Regions from separate parts of the Zea mays genome. Here region 1 is linked to region 2. The links are chromatin contacts, called in public Hi-C maps. All regions are on one chromosome and are shown on one strand. Each heading gives the region's core, a stretch centred on a gene start, on an enhancer-like site or on the middle of the called end of the contact. The rest is flanking DNA. Distances are from core to core; before and after follow the strand shown. Region 1 has its middle 3.4 kb from the start of LOC118476668. Region 2 holds the start of LOC103650176 (Acyltransferase-like protein chloroplastic).

The links. Hi-C and Micro-C count contacts between places; a contact is called where the count stands out from the background.
Region 1: a Hi-C map of leaf shows a contact between it and region 2, with 5 times the contacts expected there. The contact joins the enhancer-like site here to the promoter of LOC103650176 in region 2. A contact is called at or near these places in 2 of 25 Hi-C or Micro-C datasets (ear and leaf).

What each region holds. Positions count from the first base shown.
Region 1 is chr3:68,575,052-68,578,734 of Zm-B73-REFERENCE-NAM-5.0, reverse strand. No RefSeq gene overlaps it. Among protein-coding and RNA genes, the nearest start is that of LOC118476668, 3.4 kb to the left of the region's middle. Within about 2 kb of position 2,279, at least 5 of the 20 cell types and tissues checked have an H3K27ac peak or open chromatin away from gene starts, as enhancers often do. A contact at or near this core is called in leaf, where this site is marked.
Region 2 is chr3:68,380,607-68,384,250 of Zm-B73-REFERENCE-NAM-5.0, reverse strand. It overlaps LOC103650176 (Acyltransferase-like protein chloroplastic), which reads right to left and starts at 1,825. Exons shown (of 13, transcript XM_008675815.4): 1 at 1,319-1,825; 2 at 1,105-1,156; 3 at 277-332; 4 at 1-82. The coding sequence starts at 1,709.

The sequences.
Region 1 (3,683 bases), core at 1,030-3,529, 190 kb before region 2:
GTCAGCTGTTCCATCGAAACCTGAATATTCGATGCTTGCTAGGTTTCACATCGCGGTAGGTAGGTACAGACAGGAAGCCAATGAGAAAACCGGTCTACCGAGGACAAAATTGAGGGAGGATGTTAAATTAAATGAGTATCACAAATCATGGAAGATCAGCGACACACCAGTATTTGCCTCATGCATACCTTTTCGTTATATTTGACATAATAATATATTTTTATTTAATTAAATCAAGTTAATTCTAGGTATATATCAAATATGTTCAAGGGGACTAAGGGCATGTACAACCACATAAATAATATGTATTTTAACGAGTATCTAAAGAGATAAGTGTAAAAAATATAAGAGAAGTATTTTGGTGAAGGAACATCTCCAACATGATTCTTTAATTTTAGATACAGATAAAACTATAGAACATTATAGGTCTCCAATATTCTTAGAACGATCAAAGGCGCCCTATGCCTATTGAAAAGTCAAGACGCAGGAGCCTCGTTCTGAAAATATTAGAGATCTATAATATTTTGAGAGCCGTGAGACCTTATGACAACTATAGTGAATGAACATCCTATAAGGCCTCGCGACTCTCAAAATATCCTAAGGGGTTCATATGTCTATACATCCTAAGGTCTTCATAGTGCTCTCGTCCATTATAGTTGTCGTGAGGCCGAGAGCCCTTTGAGACCCTTTGGGATGTCTAGACAGCCTATGGCCTTTAGGAAGCTTCTTGTGTCTCCTGGGGTGTCTAGGATGTGTGGCTGTTGGGACGTCGGGGCCATTTGAAGCTGTCATTATCTAGATTTTTCATTGCTAGAATATAGGTAGACAACAAGACAAATTTAAATTTGTAATAAATATTATAAATAAATCATTCACTTCAAGCATAGATGCACACGTAACTGTATATAAAAAACTATGCGAAGATAAGATAGTTCTTAGACATTGCATTAATAAGGACTCACGCTAATCGAAACAATTTGTGAACCTCGGTCCTATTCATATACAATAAAGTGGCACCATAGCAAGTATGAGAACGACCAGGTCCAGACTAGACCTTAAAATTATGCTTCAATATGGGATAAACATGGAAAGTTTACATATAAGATATAGGTCTAATGCTGAAGACCACAGTTAATTTTATAAATGTCAATTTATATAGACCCTTCATATAGAAACTACGTTTTATCTTATATTCACTCCGTCCCAATTTATAATTCTTTTGTATTTTTTATCAAGTTTGACCGTCTCTTCTTATTCAATGTTTTGGTGAAATAAAGAAAAATTCAAAGTCATACTTAAAGTATATTAATATATGTTAAACAATATCACGATAAAATTAACAATAATTATATTTTTTTAATAAGACGAGCTAGTCAAACTTAGGGTAAAAAGTCAAATAAATTATAATTTGAAAAAAAGAGAGAGTAGTTTATATGAAATATCTTTACAATCATACGTCTTCTCTCTGTCATGCGGAGACATAGTTTCTTATGTAAAAAACTATCTACTTATTCTTTTTATGTTACATCATTTCTTTATTTAGTTGGTGACATAAGTAGTGAACATATAAATTATCTGGTTTTTGGGTTGCTAGTGCTCTAGCGATGAAAAGAAAGCTAATGGCTTTTGGCCTATGAGGCTGTCTCCGCAGCAGATTGTCTAGCTGATCATGTAAAAATACTATTTTGCACCGTAGACACAACAATAATTATATAGTGAACTTTGAGCTAGAAGATGAGATAAGATGAAATATGAGACCTGCTCAAGATAACTTTTGTTTTAACTATTTGTGTGTTGTAACAGTTTTTATCTGATTTCTCATTTATGGAAATAAAGCCGGATATTTTTTTATTATTAAAAAAAAAAACCCTACGAACTCCCCGTGTGTATTCATCATCAGTCCGCAGATGAAGGAAATTAAAGGTGCAGTGGTAAGTTCGAATCAACGCAATCTCGTTTGGTCTAGAACCTTCTCGGTGTCACCTGTCGTTTTTCTTTCACTTTTGTTTCATTTCATTGACATGTCACGCACGAACCGTTGTTCGCACACGAATTATCCAAAGAGTATGACTGGAAAGCATGTGTGGATCCCGTTTGCCGACGTGCCGAGTTTCGCCGGCCGACATGGCCTTGGATTTGAGTATGTCATCATCTCTGTATACATGTTTATATCTATTATTATAATAAGTACGTCGTCGCCGGCCGCAGTCTGTGCACCATCGTGCCCATGTTGGTATTCGGTGCATCAAATCGCTGCACGGAAAAAATGCTGCCGACCTGCCGTCGGTGGCCTGAGGGAGTGCCGGCGGTGGCCTGAGGGAGTGCCGGCGGCCCACGCCACGAGTTGGCTCCTCGAGATACGCTCGCGTGTATTTTGTTCTCTTTCCCATTTTAAGCCTGTATATCTCTTTTTTCTTTTCATCAGCATTTTTTCTCTCTCGAAAAAAAAACACAAATCACGAGCTTGTCCTGTCTTCCGAGGATTCCAAGTTGTGCGGCTCTCGGTTCTCTGCCGTGTCAACACCGGCATATATAGGGCCATAACTACAAGCACACAAATTACAAATCTTAAAACTCATCAGCTCGGTCACGAGCTTAATTACTCTGAATGCGCGCAGGGTAATCACGCAACGCTTTACTTAATAATGATTATTGGTGAGTACAAAACACAGAGGGGAGCAATTAATCTATATTTGTGAAGGTAGATGTCCGCAGCTCCCTGGTGAAAACATCGACATACTGAGACGAGGTTAGTACATGTAGAAGAAGTTGAACCGCTCAAGAAATCAAATTATGCTGCAACAGCATAGCCAAACACAGAGCACCGAATGTCGTTGGAACAACCAATCAAGATACGCCATCGTGGGAGGCCATCGACGAGGAATTAATAGAGCTGAATATTTCGAATTCCAGAATTTTGAAATATGTAACTAATTTTTTTGCTAGATGTGTAAAGGATTATGCAAGCTAGGTGTCAATCCTATCAACTAAGCTAATTAAGAAGATAAAAGCATACAACCAAGAAGCACAACATAATTGTGAAAGAAAAATAGTGCCAAAGATGCAAACTCCCATTTTGTGGCATTGATATTTTTACTGATGTATCGAGAACTGCTCAAGTTTTCATCTAGTTCTTATTGGAGCCTCTCGTAAGGATGCTCTCGCAAGGGCCAAGCTCCTAGTATAATCACTCCATGGATAGCCCTCAAGACTTCCCTACAAGCAACTAGGTCTCCAAGATGGCTTCTTTTGGATTGCTCTCTATTGTCTCCACTACCGAGTTTCTGACCAAACCACTACTAGCGCCATTCTCTTTGGTACATGATGGCACCCACATCACAAAATGCGCTTGGTGTGGTCTTGCAGTACTATAAGCCTCTTTGATGTATAACAATGGTGTGCACAAGCACCTCAAGATAAGAGATATGCAAACCTCAATAAACACCAGGTATAAACATAGATCATGCACAAATAAAGAGGTATAACTAGCCTAACCACTTTGCTAATCACCTAATCTTCTTTTAATTTGTCGTGGTGGCTAGTACTTGTGAAGTGACTCAACACTCCTATGCCATTAGCAAACTCATATAAACTCTATTTGCCTAGGGCGGTATAAATAGCATCCCCCATAGTTGTTGGAATAGGTACACATATTCTATGCACTCACGGGACCAGGTACTGCC
Region 2 (3,644 bases), core at 576-3,075:
GAATCTCCGACAAGATATATCGGTCTGTCCGGGGATAAATCATGCTCGTGCTTGATCAAATTTTCAACGATTTGTACTAGTCCTGTATGGATTGGAATTCATATGTATTAGAAATGGGAGGCTTTTGTGCTACTCATCCTCCCTCAGTCTCTTGAACAAATACGCAACAGTTGTATTTTATATCCAGAATAACGGGCAATGCCAAACTAATCAAAATTTGGAAAGATATGTAGCATAGGTGCGGCCTGTATGAAGTAAAATGCAGTAACATCGTACCTTCAAATGGTGTACGATCATTGACTGGTATATGCAAGCACCGAACCTCGAACACTCTGCAAAAAGGCAAAAAAAAATGGATACCTAAGAAGCCGAGAATCATATCATTAATAATTTGAACAGTAGTTGATGAAACTATAATACTACATCCGTTCTCGAATATTTGTTGCCTGTTAGTTCATTTTCGAACCAAACGGCGATAATAAAAAAAAAGGAGCGAGTAAAAGGCTGCTTCATATTGATCACAATATATAATCTGTGGTGCTGATGATGTAGAGGCTCCTACTCCCAGTAGATGCTGTGACACGAGAGTGAAGACAAAACAAGAAGGGACGAAAAAGGGGAAGAGCACTTGTGTCACATGGGTGGGTTTAGCGTTATTAGAAAAGATGCCAAAAAGAATGCATCAACATCTTGTGGGTTAGTTAGTGGTCATCTTTTTTCTTTCCATAGCTCTGTTGACAAAGAAGCTGGACTAATCAGAAAGAAGGCAGTCTTTTATGCTTGACTAGGAATAAAGCTGGACACTCTACTACCACTACCAGTGAGTGAGTCAGTGACATGGCCCAACCAACCAACCAATACTAGCAGAAGCTTGTGTAGCTCATGTCGAAACATAAGCAAAGAAAAGCTACCGTTAATCGTTCAGTAATTTTTCAATGAAGTTTGCAGGAAGAAAGAGTGAAAAAAGTTTTCTTTAAAGAAAAGGTGGATTTATTGTGAATAAATTTCGCTCGGGACTGTCTAATCCTTTTATTAACAATAAACGGCAATAAAAATATTAATTAATACAGAAAAAGGAGAAGAGGAAGAAGAAAAAGGACTCACTTGCCCAAAGACTTGTGGTGCAGGATGAGTCCCGTGCCGACGCCATCCATTCCTGCATATAGTGTTGTCAATTCGCTGTGGATCACTAGGCATGTACAGAAACAGAAAGGAAACCAAACCAGAATGATTCCTCCGTTTGCCCAGCACCTCCAGCACCTCTTCAAAGACAAGCATTGGGATGATTGATTTTGGTGAGCTGAAGAAACGCACGCACCTGGCAAGAAGAGCAGCAGCGGCGCTTGGTCCACGGCCGGGTGGCCGCACTCGACGGGAGAGAACCAGCGCGGCGGCCCACCGTCGTCCCGGCACAGGACCTTGGCCGCCGCGAAGTAGTCCTTGACGGTCACGGAGCCGAAGCCGTCGTCGTAGAGGACCTCCAGCCCCCTCTCCTGCTCCTCCTTCACCGGCAGTCCCTCGTTGTCCTTATCCTCCTGCACCTTCTCCTTCCTCTCCACCGCGGCCTCTGCAGACCCGTTCACTGTCACCGTCACTGCCGCCGACGCCTCGAGGGAGCTCGCGCGGAGGGCGAACCGCGCCTGGAGTCGGGCGCTGCGGCGTCCCGCGCCGACAGCGACCGGGGGAGGACGGAGCGCCGCTACGGGCATGGCCGAGGTTGGGCGGGAAGAAGGAAGAAGGCGCTGCTGGGTGGGTTCGAGGAGAAACGAGGACGAAGCAGGGGAAGGGAGTAAAGCGTAGCTGCGTAGGGAGCAGGCAGTGGACGATTGATTAAAAAACACACAATTGTTTTATACTGGGTGCACGTGAATGATTGTGGTTTGCCGTGGGGCACGTAGGTTGGCAAGCGTTCCAGACAGAGCCATGTCTTATTTTTTTAATAATAGTAATATATATATTATTATTATATAATTTATGACATCAAAATGAGCCAGCGGGATCTATAGAGATGTGATTCCGATCCTAAAGTGCTAAAATTTAGTTGATAACATGCATACAGTATAAAACAAACATAGTTCATAACAATCATCACTTTATAGTTCACAACTTAGAGCTCACAATCACTTCATATTTTACAACTCACGACATTTTTCATAACATTAAACACACTAATATAACATCGTCCAGCTAAGCATCAACATAACTTAAAATATATTTTTTGGTTCAAAGTCTTCTAATGTCATGAATACCTGACGATGTTTCCAACCTTTTTTATAATTTAAGACTAATACTGTAAATCCTTAAAATATGGTTTAAAGTATTAGCTAGTTCTAGGAAAAAAAAACTAGATTGTATCTTAACTTCTTAAGTCTATGTTCTACTTGTGAAGCATGCTCTCTATTAAATAAAAGTGATTTAAAGATTTTTTTCAAAAGATTTATAATTCAAAATGTTTCTTAATCGGGGATTCCTCACCTTTTAGGATATTTAAACATTTTCCTAACAATAAAATAATTAATAAATATGTTTAAAATATGTGCATACATGCTGGTATTTTGTTTGAGCATTCAAGTTGGAATTTGAAATTCAAAATAGAATCGAATTAGTAATTTGAATTTAAAAAAGGAATCAGAAATAAGACAACAAAAGGAAAAAAAGAGAAGAGGTAAACACCGTCTGGGCCGAATTCTGCCCGTCGGCCCAGTGACCCCTCATCACGCAGCCCGCGCCCGGCCGCACTAAACCCCTGCGCCGACATGTGGCCCCACGGCGTGAGCCACATAGCTCACCACCAAGCGGGGCCCAGCCTATAGCTAGTGATGCATCCGCATTAGCTGATCACATGAGACTTACGGTGGGCTCGCTATGTCAGGTGTCGTCTTCCCGCAACAACCGTGTCGAGGTCGTTGGGATATCCCGAGGATCACGCGCGGCCAGCTGGATTCGCCTGGCTGGGGGATGCCATGTTCATGTGCCTATAAATAATGTGACCTCCCCTCCGGTTCTTCCTCACGCAAATGCACCAAGTCCATCTCCATCATCGGGGGAGAAGTAGTGATTTTGGGAGAACCGAGTTAGGTTGCCACCACTGCCTCTACGATTAGCCCCGGTCTTCACCGCCCTGGCTTCGACGGGTGGTCGTGAAGATCCACCTTCGGCCAGGGATTATTTTGGTGTGGGTTGCCACGCGCGCGACTGACCGGAGGCTACTCAATTACTTGTCTGGGTGATTTCGGGACCAGCAATCTGCCTCTCGTTGGGTCCAGCGTGATCCCCACCTCCGCCCTCGGTGACACCTTCTTCCTTAGCGTCGCCTCATCCCTCTCTTCGGGTAGTGTCAAACTTGTGCTGAGTAGTGCGTAGGTTAGTCACGGATTGCTCGCCAGATGTCGGGCTTGCAGCTGAGCCGCTTCACGTTGTGGCTTGGAACTCTCACGTCGCGATTTCGGTGAGAATTTTGTGGGGGATAGATATCCACTGGGTTCTCACAAACACTAAAACGTATCATGGGCCGCCTAATGGGCTTCCCAATGGTTTGTCCTGTAGGATGGGCCAGCAGGTTATAATCAGGTCGTGTGAACTTGATACAAGAAGACGAAGACCGGCGTCCGAGTTATATGCTACAGAAGCATTGATATCTCGGG